Regions from separate parts of the Danio rerio genome. Here region 2 is linked to region 1. A link is a contact called in public HiChIP or PLAC-seq data. All regions are on one chromosome and are shown on one strand. Each heading gives the region's core, a stretch centred on a gene start, on an enhancer-like site or on the middle of the called end of the contact. The rest is flanking DNA. Distances are from core to core; before and after follow the strand shown. Region 1 holds the start of ndufb2 (NADH:ubiquinone oxidoreductase subunit B2). Region 2 holds the start of mdm2 (MDM2 proto-oncogene).

Region 1 (6,227 bases), core at 1,258-3,757:
AGCCTGGAGTTTTTTTTTCTTCATTGTTTTATTTTATAATGCAACTTTTATAATCAGACTTGATAATAAGTCCATATGTATAACAGGAACTTTCAGTTTCCTCGACAGAAAAAGGTGTGATTGTGTCTGCAAATGCGAAGAGAAGAAGCATCAGTCATGCTGTGAGGAATTTACACCAGGTAAATGATGTAAATATATATTTATATGTACAATGAGGTGTTGAATCTACTCTTCATCATCAGGTGGGATCCCAAGCTCCTCATCAGTCCAGGCTGAAGCATCCGGCCAGGGGAAGTGACCCTAAAGAAAACATTAGTTGAGTGGCTGGTGATTATGAAATGGCTTTTATTTGATTGGTTTGTGATGATGTTTCTCCTCACCAGAATGGCGTCTGGTGTGTGCCAGGTGTGCCATAGGATCCAGAACCACATGAAACCGCCTAAGAGGTTGGCATTAAATATCTGGTTCTTGGCGATCGGTGGAGGCTGCCTGTAATGTTGCACACCTCCTGAACTAAAACAAAACACACAGAAGGATTGCCAGTAAGTACAAGATGTTTAAGTTATGTGTATGTACATGTGTGTAAATATATGTATTTTTATGTGTATTTGCAAATTGTGCTATAAGGCTACATGTATGTACCATTGATTGAATTTTAGATATTCAAAAAAAAATATTAATCAGATTTAAAAATAAAATTAAAGTTAACTTAAAATATTTATTTTAACAATCCAGAAAATCCCCAAAATAAAAAATATAAATTACAATGCTTTGTAAATGCCTTTTACAAATACAACTATTTGTGCAGGAATGTTACATTTATTATTTAAATACGGTTTATTTTTAATAGGTTATTTAACTCTTACAATACAAGTTCACTATACAAAGTATTGTTTTGACCTTGTATGACCATGTTTTTGACAGCATCAGTTTGCAATGCAAATTTCAAAATTCATCAAAATACCATTTATTATGAAAATGTAAGTCTTTCAGTTTCCCAGTGTTAGGTTGTGGCTGGAAGTGTATCCGCTGCGAAAAACATTTGCTTAATAATTTGGTGGTTCATTCCGCTGTGGCCACCACTAATTAATAAAGTAACTAACCCAAAAAGAAAATGAATGCAAGTCTTTCAGCATTGCAACTTTATGATTTATTTATGAATAAAGAGAGAATTTCTACCTAAATAAACAAAAATAAAGAGTAGATATTTTAGCAAGACATACTAAATCTGCTGGAAATGTTAGACACTTAAACCAGCTTTTACTGAACATTGTGCACACTAGGGCTGCACTATATTGGAAAAATGTAACATTGCAATATTTTGTTATTCTATGATTATATATTGCGAAATGAATCTCTATTTGGAAGGAATTGAACATTTCAGATTGATTGGGGGTGGTCATAAATAAAATATTATGAATCTACAAACAAATAAATTTAGGAAAGAAAAAGAAACAATTAAAATACACTTTATTTTCAATTTTTTGTATAGCAATATTTAGGTACAGTAATTGAATAAAATTAAAGTTAATCCTTATTAAAGGTACAAACTGTACAAATTCTTATGACAAAGTATTTAAAATATACATTATACAGTCACAGGCCTCAAAAACACATGGAAATGTTGCATATCATTTGATATCCTGCGATGTGACTATTGGGAACGATCACATTGGGATATTGAAGCTGAAACGATGTATTGTGCAGCCCTAGTACACACAGATTGGGTTTTAGTTGAAAGGTCTTGTTTTCCATGTTTAAACCCTGAAATATTTGCTTGAAAACAAAAGGAGAGAGCAAATGTTTTGTAAAAATGAGGCATTTTATGATTAAAATGTGTGCCAGTGTGCTCTAAAAACTTTATTCAAACTACATAATGTATTTGTTTATACATGAACCCACTGACAGATTAGTCTTATCCAAATAAATGCTTTTAAATTTCTCAAAAAACAAAACAAAAACAGGACTTAATTTGGTATCTTTTCATAAATTAAATTGACTTAGATTTTAGGATGTTTACTTTGCTTCATTGTAAAATACTAACTTAACGTTAACAAAATACATGAGTTGAAGACCTTTTAAGGCCCTAACTTGAGAGGATTAACGTTAATTAATTAATCACGATACTTCGAAAACCTGCCATGCTTAATTTGTTTCCAGTTATCACTAAAAACTAAACCTTAAATTTTAACCTTGCATTAAAGGTTGACGTCGTTAACGACTGTCTTGAGCGGTATTTAAGCCCAAAACAGGCTGAAGCAGCACAGTTAGCTAGTTAGCCTGCCAGTGATAAACACTCACTTTCTGACGGTCATCTGCTGAGGTCCGCGTCTGAACTGCTGCAGGCCCGCCCGGAGGACACCCGCCGTCCTCCAAACCGAAGACATGCTCAAATCTAAGTGTTTTACTCCTAATTTGGGTCGGATTAAGCTGGGTGACTAGAGAGCTAAATGTCACCTTTACAGCGGCTGTTTCTTTGACTTGGCAATACCGAGAGCTGTGATTGGTCGTTTAAAAATTGCCGTTTTATGCTATGCGCTGCATATTCGGCAGAGGGCGCCAAATATCCACTGAGAAAAGGTCGAACAAGTATGGAATATGATATTCATGCATAAATGGATCGATACATTTGTTATTTAATCAAATGACTATAAATTATGATTCAAACTTTTTTAAATCTGTAATTCGAATAAATGTACTACGTTGGATCAGTTATTTATTGGCTCTACTGGTTTATTGAACATTTCATTAAGTAGGCTACTGTTGTATGTTTCTCTTGCATCCTGTTAGAATCAGGCTTCTCTTGGCAAATGTTTTATTATCACAAGACCCTCAATTTATTATTAGTGTTGGAGTTACAAAAAGTTACTTTTAAAAGTAATGCATTACAATATTGAGTTACTCCCCAAAAAAGTAACGTAACATTTTTTTTAAGTAACTTATTACCTGGCTGAGGCTTGATCTCTTTTACATCTTGTTTTTTTTTTAATAGAGGAGCATTACAAAATAACGTTGTGTTGTATAACCTACATACATTTACCTATTAAAAAACGAACTAGATAGTGTTATCTCAGAACTTCCTGGCTCCAGAGCTCTACATGACATATATAGATTATTGAAAGTTTACAGCAATGTGTTTGCTTCTTTTGTACTGTCTTTTGTGAAATCTCTGTCCTTTGAAACTATAATCCCCACTTCCTTTTCTTCAAAGCCTTAAAATTATTGATTGCATTCTGTCATTGACTGCATGATTCAATATGACTACTTTCATTTTAATTCAGCAATTCGTTTTTAAAGCGAATTAAACTAAACAGTAACTCAAACATTATTACTTATTTTTAAAGTTATGCGTTACTGTACTTGTTACTTAGAAAAGTAATATTATTGCGTAACTCGGATTACTTGCAATGCATTACTCCCAACACTGTTTACTATTGATATAGTTTTGATTTTATGCAAGTGAAGAAACTCTGAACACACAAGTTGCAATTACATATAAAATGTTTTATTGGCTCAAAAAGCAACCAGATACATACATATTTTCCAAAATTTTCAGAAATATTTAATTTCAGACTATACATCCTCCATACATCAACTTTTGGGACCCTAGTGCCAATGCAACAGTCACATTACCTATTCACCAAACTATTTGTCATTATAGTTTTTCAACAACTATTTTAAGTAAGGTTGGCCCATTGTAACCTTTGATTTAGCTCACCATCCCATTTGAGAAAAAAAAAATGAGAATGATGGAAAGAATTGGGGCGAATGCCTTTAACAAAGATGGTAATTTATAATTTGATGCGTCACCTATCCTTATTTTGTTTCTGTTGTATTGCTGAGCTATGAAAAAAAGCATGTTTCATTTTGTAAATGAATCTGATTTTTAAAAATGTACATGATGTCACTCAAAGGGTAGATGACTAAGCAGAAGGCAAACACAAGTGTAACAACATTGTTATAAATGAGATTGTTTTTGTTTTTTCTGTAATGCTGTAAAGTTCATTGTTAAATGTAAAATTGCTTATTAGTTACTATAAAGCAATGTTTTCTAGTTATTTTAAATATTATTAAAAATATTAGGTATTACCCACGGCAACTACTGTATATTCACCTCTGGTCCACTAGCCCCAATCAAGTTTTGTTTTTGACCCTTTATAAGAAAAAGTTTAGGCACTAGACTGTAGATGTTGTAATGGACAAAAGCAGTAGCAGGCTAAAATAATGTTAGTAGTAGCCTACAAAGTTTGCCGTAAACTCAATAGACAGACAAAGTTGTGGTTAACCTTCTTGGGAATCCAATAAACAACAACAGCTCAAATAGCAGTGCGTGCTCCAGAAAATGCTCCAATACGCCATTTACTAATCATGATCCCCGGAGCAGCGCAGAGGCGCGGGATCGACAACATGGCGGCTCTGGAAAAACACAATCGATGAAAAACACGAGAGGCGTTTCCAAACACACAGCTTAACGAATGCAAGAAACATATCGCCTCTGCAGATATAATAGCATCGCATAACCTCGACATGCAGCCTCAGTCGGGATGTTTTCAGCACACGAATGGTTTTCTCAGCAGAACCTAAACAGGAAATGCGCGCCTCCGCTCGAGCCTTTTGTTGCGGCTCTTATTGTGACGTAACAGACCATAATCTGACTTCAGTCTCGATCAGTGCTTAAACTGCCCAAAAACGCACAGGACGGCGGGTTTTAAATGCGCTACGAGTCCAATTTAATGTGTGTAACGTTAGTGTAATGTGTTAATCTATCGTCGTAGTCAGCAAATTAATCCCAATTCTCAAATACAGCAATAAATGAAAGTGTGTAGCTTTTTTATTTATCATTTTTACACGAAAACTGATTTTGCTAATCAACATTTTTATTGTAGTTGAAATAATTGTGAGATCACAATACCGCAACTAACACATTTTGAAAGTATAATTGAAATGAAACAATAGCACCATTTCCTTGTTTTTTCCACTGTTGAACACAAAAGATGATATTTTAGATAGCTCAAAAACTAAACATCGTCTTCTATATCTTATTATGTGTACAGACAAAAGAAAAGGTTTGAAACTAGAAAATGAGTAAATGAAGATATTTTTAAATTTTGAGTAATGTTAACTATATCCCTTCACTAGAATGTTCTGTTGGTTAGCCTATTTCTCTGAGCAACATTCACATTCTTAATACAATATATAAATAAATAATCTCCCTGTAACATTCTGGAAGGTTTTCGGTAACCAAATCAAAACCTATATAATGTCTCATCTGGAAACAAAGTAACCTTTTTGTAATTGCTGTGGGGAATGATACACACATACATATATATATATATATATATATATATATATATATATATATATATATATATATATATATATATATATATATATATATATATATATATATATACACACACACACACACACACACGTTTTTCTTTTAATTTGTTAAAATAAATTCGTAACAGGTTTTATTTTTTGGAAAGATTTTAAAACTATGTATGAAAATAGCAATATATTATATTTAAATTTTTAAGGAAATATATTTTAAAATGTCTTTTGTAGTGATTCAAAGCAAATAGTTTTCACATCAGTGCAGTATTCAGTGTCAAATGATCCTTAAGAATTTATCCCAATTTGTATGTATGCTTAATCATTATTAATGGTTTTACATATTATTGTTGGTGTTTAAAACATTGACCAATACATGTCATATATTTGTAAATTTTGATATATTGTGCTTTTGGGAATTTTGTAACTTTTAAAAAACATCCTTAATGTCAAATAAATATAGATTTTAATAGACTTTTAGGCCCTTTATTAAAATATTTATAACTTTTTTCAAATGTAAAAAAACATTTTTTTTCCACAAAAACATTTAGCTAAATAGTTTCTGATACTGACAAAAATCACAAATGTTTCATGAGCAACAAATCATGTTACACTGAAAACTGCAGTGATGGTGCTGAAATCTTTACATCACATAATATTACTGCACTTTAAACACGACCGTTATTTTAAAATGAAACAGCATACTCTGTTATGGTCTAATAAATACACCCTTGGCAAGCAGAGCAAACATCTCACTTTTTCCAAACTTTTGACGAGTAGCGCAGATTTGTAATTTGTCAAATCATGCTGTCAGGGACTACGCAATTACGTCATGACGCACAAGAGGGGAAAAATCGCTGAATAGTTTATAACGGGCTCTCTGAAACGAAACA
Region 2 (6,227 bases), core at 2,456-4,955, 650 kb before region 1:
TTTCACTGTGACAAGGTTTCTGTTGATCAATGCAAAGAGGGCACTAAAAAAAATAAAATTAATCATTCAAATAGCAAATTTCACTTTCAATGCTTACAAACTTATGTACGTATATAGAAAATATTCTTATCATTACTTTTATATCTACTTTAAAACAAATGTTTTAACTTGAGTATCTCAATATTTTATGAAGCCACTTTATATCCTCAACAGGTGATAGCAGAATGGCCAGTAAGGCAAATATCCAGATAGTGCCACCTGTTGTTGTAAAACCCCACCCTGATATTCTCAAGGGTCTTTAGTACTACAGCTGTTACTGCCTTGGACATGTTAAGAGATTCAGTACGCACCGCGGCTCTTTAACTGAAAAACTTTTCACTCCAAGAACAGCACCGAGAGGATCCTCTCCACAGTGAACTATGTGTTGCTGCTGCTTGTCATATAACTCCTTGCTCATGATATATTTCCCTAAATAAAACATAACCTAAACACACACAGAAAGGAAGAGGGTTGTTTAGAGATGAAGAGGCAGGGATTTAATTTTATATGCATTCAGAATGTGTCAAGAGAAAGGATGGTAAAGATGTAACTTATAAATATGCAATGAGTAAAACGTTCCCGTTAGTCATACACAACCACAATTTCCAGTTATAAAACAATATGACTCATAGCATCACATTGAGGCTAACAACAGATGATAATATATGAAATAAGCATTAAATATAAAAAGGCAAACAAATTATCTACATTAACAAAGATTAAAATATTTTTTTTTTAAATCTTTCAACTGCATGTGCAAAAACTAGTGTCACTGAGTCAATACGTTTTATGGTTATGAACTAAAAGAAGAGCCCACCCTAAAACCCCTAGACATGACTCAGGTCCTTTCAATGCAAGTTTAATGGATTTTAGCACATTCTATCTTCCCTAAAAACATCAGATTTACTGTTAGTGCCTACTAGTCTCTTCACTTACAGAACTAATAGGTTACAATATTTGAATTGAAATGTGCAATACAAGGTGATGCTTAATATTTGAGTTTAGGGGATTGTTTAAATCCCTAACCCTATATCACAGCAAGGGAAACAAAACAAATCAAGTGCCACACTGAACAAAAGCAATAGCCAAATATAATTAACCACCCTCATGCCCTTGTAAATTTACATTTGTTTAACTGTACACATAAATATGCAGCAACATGTGAAATTGGAGAAGGGTTATTTATAGTCAACAACATCAAACACTACTGCCATATGACCGCAGTCATATGGACCAACAAACTCTTGAATAGTTGTCATATAGATAAATACATAAATAATTTATTTTATACAAATATTACCACAAGTGGCATAATTTTAATAAGAAGTAATATAGCATGATAGTTGTACTCCTGTTCAAAAGTTTAGGGACTGCAAGATTTTTGTTGGATTGTTTTCAAATATTAAAATGTGAAAGTAAAAGTTAATACTAAAAATAAAAGCATTTATAATGATATTAAATATTTATTTTTCAAATAAATCCTGTGAAATGTTTATAGATGTTTACACAATACAAAAATAATAAGCAGCACAACTGTTTTTAACATTGATTATAATAATAATAATAGGAAATGATTATTGAAGTAACTAGCATATCAAAAGTTTCTGCGGCTCACGTGACATTAAAGACATGGCATAAAAGCAGCTGAAAAGTGACCTTCGCCATCAAAGATAAAAACTACTTGAAAATATATGAAAATAGAAAATTATTATTTTAAATTCTGATCATATTTAATAAAACTATAACATAGTTTTACTATTTTAATGCACTTTTAATACAATAACACCAACTGATTTTAATTTTTAACCAAAACTCTAATGACAATCTTTCCAGCTTAAAATCTCTAAATTATAGTGAATATGAAATTAAATGTACTTAAATCTCCCATCAAGTCTATTTACCTCCTTCATGGTGAAAACATCTTTATCTGCACCTGCATCCTCTAACAGGCTTTTCAATTGCACCTTTGGTCTTACCTAAGGAAGTTACCATAAATAACTCATTCATATCAAGACACAAAAACTATATTAAAATACAAAGTCATTTTGAGGCTACATTACCAGTTTCTCGTTGTCAACCTTGCTGATCTGAGAACTGCTTAAACAACTCTCTGTTGCCATTTTGGTAGTTATCTGTAAAAAAAAATAAACAAACAGAGTTAGAAGATGCAAACAGTCAACAATTCAACACAGATGCAGACCTCCACATCAACATTACCTGTGCAAAAAGAGGTAAATTGAGTATTCTTGCTAAAACATATACTTTACTATCTGTACATAAAGTGCTTGAGCTCTGGGTTGGTGATGAGTAGGAGCCGGTGAAGAGCCGGTCTATGGTTTAAATAGGCGCAGAGAGGCATGTCAGGGCTAGAATCCACCGAGGTGATCATCATGTCCTGGGCGGGTTTGGGCATGACAAGTCAAAGCGTGACTGTATTTCCGACGCCTAGCGGTAGCAGACTATCTTTGCTGAGCTGTCCGTCTGTCTGCGTTCATGTCCGGGCATGTCCCGGACTCGCTGCACCCGCCCATTTCTGGATAAGCACATGAGGCTTATCGGCTCAGTAACAGGTGAAATAACGGGGTGTTTGGACCAATGCGATGACCTCCGTGGATTACAAGCGCATCAAATATATAAATAAAAAAATCAGAATTCATCATTGCTAAGTGCTACGACAATACGGATGACAGTCGAGTGTTTTGAATAACTTGCACGCCGTGTTTGTTTATCCGAAATGCAAACAGTACACACATAAACAAAACGAACTCAAGTTTGTCTTCGGGATTTATGTCGACCATCTACATGTATGGGATATCATTAAATTAGCTGCACATACGTTAAATTATGAAAAAAAAACTAGAGGTAACGTGAACATTTATTTGCATGTAAATATTATGTATAAACATGCTCGATTGTTTTCTCTTTCTCGCCCTTGTTGGTGTTGTTTATCGTCATGTTCTTCATTAATAATGGCACAGTAACGTTATACCTTGCGAAGCTAACGTTAATTTACAAGTTACACTGCTAACGTACTGATGTACAAAGTTGTAACGTTAATATGTCTATGACTAGGTTAGTGACACACAAATACTAGTTGTTTATTACGTCGGATTTCAGTAAGGCAAACAGTAAATATTGACAAATAACAGATAATAATGACAAATACTGTTTTTTCTGGTTGCAAAACAAGTGTCACAAGCTGTTAGTGTGCTGAGTTTACGTAATACTTCTGTGGATTTCTTAACAGATAACGTTAAGTCAGAATCGTTTTACTTAAATAAGATTAAACACGTCCTGCATAATACGTGTACTGCGCATCTGGGCGACATTAACGAAGCTGTGTTGATCGTAGCAACGCAACAAACGCGAGCTCTCCCGAGTGTCTGTTTCCCGCAGTGGGCGCTCAGGAAAGCCCGAGGCTTCAGTAGGCCTCGCTTTGAGCTCTAGCGTAAGGCTAACTGAGGTGATTTATTTCAGCCCGCTAAACCGAAATTAAAGCCTCAAACTGAGCAAAATGCACACGCTACAACGCCTAGCAGTGTTTTAATTATATTTGCACTGTTATAAATGCAGTTAATAAAAGAGAAAGGGCGAAATGTCTAAACTGAAAGTGTTTATGTTGTCCTACCTGCTGGTGACCGTTTCGCGAATCGACCGTTTGCTCCCTCTACTGGACCAACGCACATTTCAAATTGTTCACTTCCAGCACGTGCGAGAAGCGCGGGGTGTAAACAATACATAGCAAGTAGAGGACGGCGAGTTGGGTAATATTTACACTGGCTGCATTTGCTGTTTTACTGTTTTTCAGTTTTAGTTCAAGTGAAGCACAGGTATAGTTATTATTACTGTTTATATTTTCGCATATTGTAGGATTTAATTTCAGTTTGTGGTTTTAAAAGGTTGTTTGGTTACTTATTTAGACTCAATATACATCATGAATCTTGATGAGTTTTGGCAACTGGGTTCAGCATTTTAAGGTTGGTCTGAATAACAAATGATTTATTTTGTTGTGATTGAAAAGCAGGGTTATTACACCAAATATCGCTTTCTTAACCCTTCAGAAGTTTGTGTTGTCTTAAAAAACGTGTCATCTTTTTGTTATTTCATGCAGAATAAATGTTCTAAACGAAGTTGAAATTAGGAAGAAATGTAAGCAGTAATTTACGGAATTGAAAAGCTTAAAATAAAAATTGCTTTCAGTACCAATAAAAATGTATATTTAAATCGTTTTTATTCATATTAAGTAATGCATTTAACATATGAAAATTTGACTGTTGATTATACAAAAAACTAAATACAGCATTGTTATATAAAATAATCAAAATGTATACAATTTTTTAAAATTTTAACTTGTGATCAGTGTAGTTTTTTTTTAATTAAAATTGTTATTAGTAAAAAAAAAAATGACTGATCATTTTAATCAGTTGGTTTGAATTCTTAATGAGTAACGATGATCACATTTCTCCTGGACTGCTCAGATGCTGTCATGACATGACCCTTGTACACTATTGAGTTGACACATTTGCTTGCCAAGCTAACTACTTAGAAACTTGCTATACTATACTGTTTGCTGAGTGAAATCACTGCTTTATGAAGAGGACAAAAGCATGTCTTGCACAGTTCCTGTGACAGGATCAGGTCTTTAGGGCCAGGGTAGAGTGAGAGTGACTCATAGATGACTTTAGTACAACATGTTCCTCTACGCTCAACATGTTTGGGCTTGTATGTCTGTATTAATGAGAAAATTTAATGGACCACTGGAGTAATAAGAAAAGGAATTAGTTTAATAATGTAAGTAAGTAAGTAAGGATGAAGACAGAAATTAAAGTTACTATCAGAATTTGGACATTGTATCCAATGAAACAAGAACACAAATGAAATTTATAAAGATATAAACAAATAATAACATTGTTTCATTCATTTATAAGTAAAAGTTTAGTTTTTTTAATTGCATTATTGCTAAAAACATTTATACAAACAGTCAACTTTTAAAGTGGATCAAACAAGTTTTTTTAAATTGTCCTAAGACTTTAAAGGGTTTTAAAAATTGCTAAATTGTTTCAAAATTGCTAAATTATTTGCTAAATCAGCATGACTCAGAAGGATTATTTCACATTGAAGACTGCAGAAATGACAGCTAAACAGGCATGAATGCGTTTTGAAAGTAGAAAAGTTATCATAAAGTGCAATATTTCACAATATTTCTGTTCTTATTATTGATTAAATAACGTTGGTGAGCACAAAAGATTCAATAGCATAAAAATAAAAGTTCTATCAACATGCATGTTTTGTTTTAAATATATATATATATATATATATATATATATATATATATATATATATATATATATATATTTATACAGTTTAGTGCTAGTGTAGACATTATTATACTTTAATATTTAGAATTTTTTTAGAACTGTATTTACTCTCTTATTGTCTGAGAAGATGTGTTCTTCAAGTTTCACAGAATATGTAATTTCTTGATGAAACATCCTTTTAAGGTCATAGTTTTTTTAGTTATCACATCCTTGAGAAACCCCTTGAAAAGTCCAAGATCCACGCAAAAGGATGGTGAATATGTAGGCTTGGGACTGAAGACAGGACTTTGGAATGCGAGTGATGCTTAAAATGTGCATTGCCAAAGAGAGCGAGAAAGAGAGAGAGAGATTCATTAACTGAACAAAAGATTGACATTCCATTTCACAGATAGTAAAGACTGAAACATTTTTGCCAAGTAGGCAGCGACCCTTGTCCTAAAAGTCCTGACTAGACTCAATATGAGATCAAATTCAAGTCTTGGAAAAAAAAAAAATACTTAAAGAGTACTGTTGGTTCTTATAAAATGTTTTATTGTTGTACAGACAATAGATTATAGACAGAAAAATACATCATTAAATAATATTTACAAAAGAAAATGCATTTTATTTTGCATTTTTATTTGCAAATATTGAACACTTGGATTAAAAAGTAATATCTTACAAAGATTGAAATGCTATTGACAGTCCTCAGCCTCTGGCTTCAACTTCCTTACAGTCTACACTACCATTAAAAGGATTTGGGATCGATAAGGTTTTAAATGTTTTAAAAGAAGTCTATTCTGCTCACCAAGGCTGCATTTACTGACTTAATTTAAAACTCTTTTATCATTTTATTGAATGTGGTTTAAAATTATTAAAAAAAATATTCCT

Evidence for each region. HiChIP or PLAC-seq counts read pairs in DNA pulled down with a chosen protein or histone mark.
Region 2: an H3K4me3 HiChIP or PLAC-seq map of pancreas shows a contact between it and region 1, with 5 times the contacts expected there. The contact joins the promoter of mdm2 here to the promoter of ndufb2 in region 1. A contact is called at or near these places in 1 of 18 Hi-C or Micro-C datasets (hematopoietic stem cells) and 1 of 4 datasets of contacts at active chromatin or transcription factors (pancreas).

The regions. Positions count from the first base shown.
Region 1 is chr4:23,076,221-23,082,447 of GRCz12tu, reverse strand. It overlaps ndufb2 (NADH:ubiquinone oxidoreductase subunit B2), which reads right to left and starts at 2,507. Exons shown (of 4, transcript NM_200791.2): 1 at 2,302-2,507; 2 at 381-513; 3 at 211-300; 4 at 1-126. The coding sequence starts at 2,387. The coding sequence ends at 226. It overlaps kmt2e (lysine (K)-specific methyltransferase 2E), which reads left to right and starts at 384. Exons shown (of 22, transcript XM_073947193.1): 1 at 384-542.
Region 2 is chr4:23,724,665-23,730,891 of GRCz12tu, reverse strand. It overlaps mdm2 (MDM2 proto-oncogene), which reads right to left and starts at 3,705. Exons shown (of 11, transcript NM_131364.3): 1 at 3,668-3,705; 2 at 2,100-2,171; 3 at 1,941-2,015; 4 at 351-484; 5 at 1-43. The coding sequence starts at 2,159.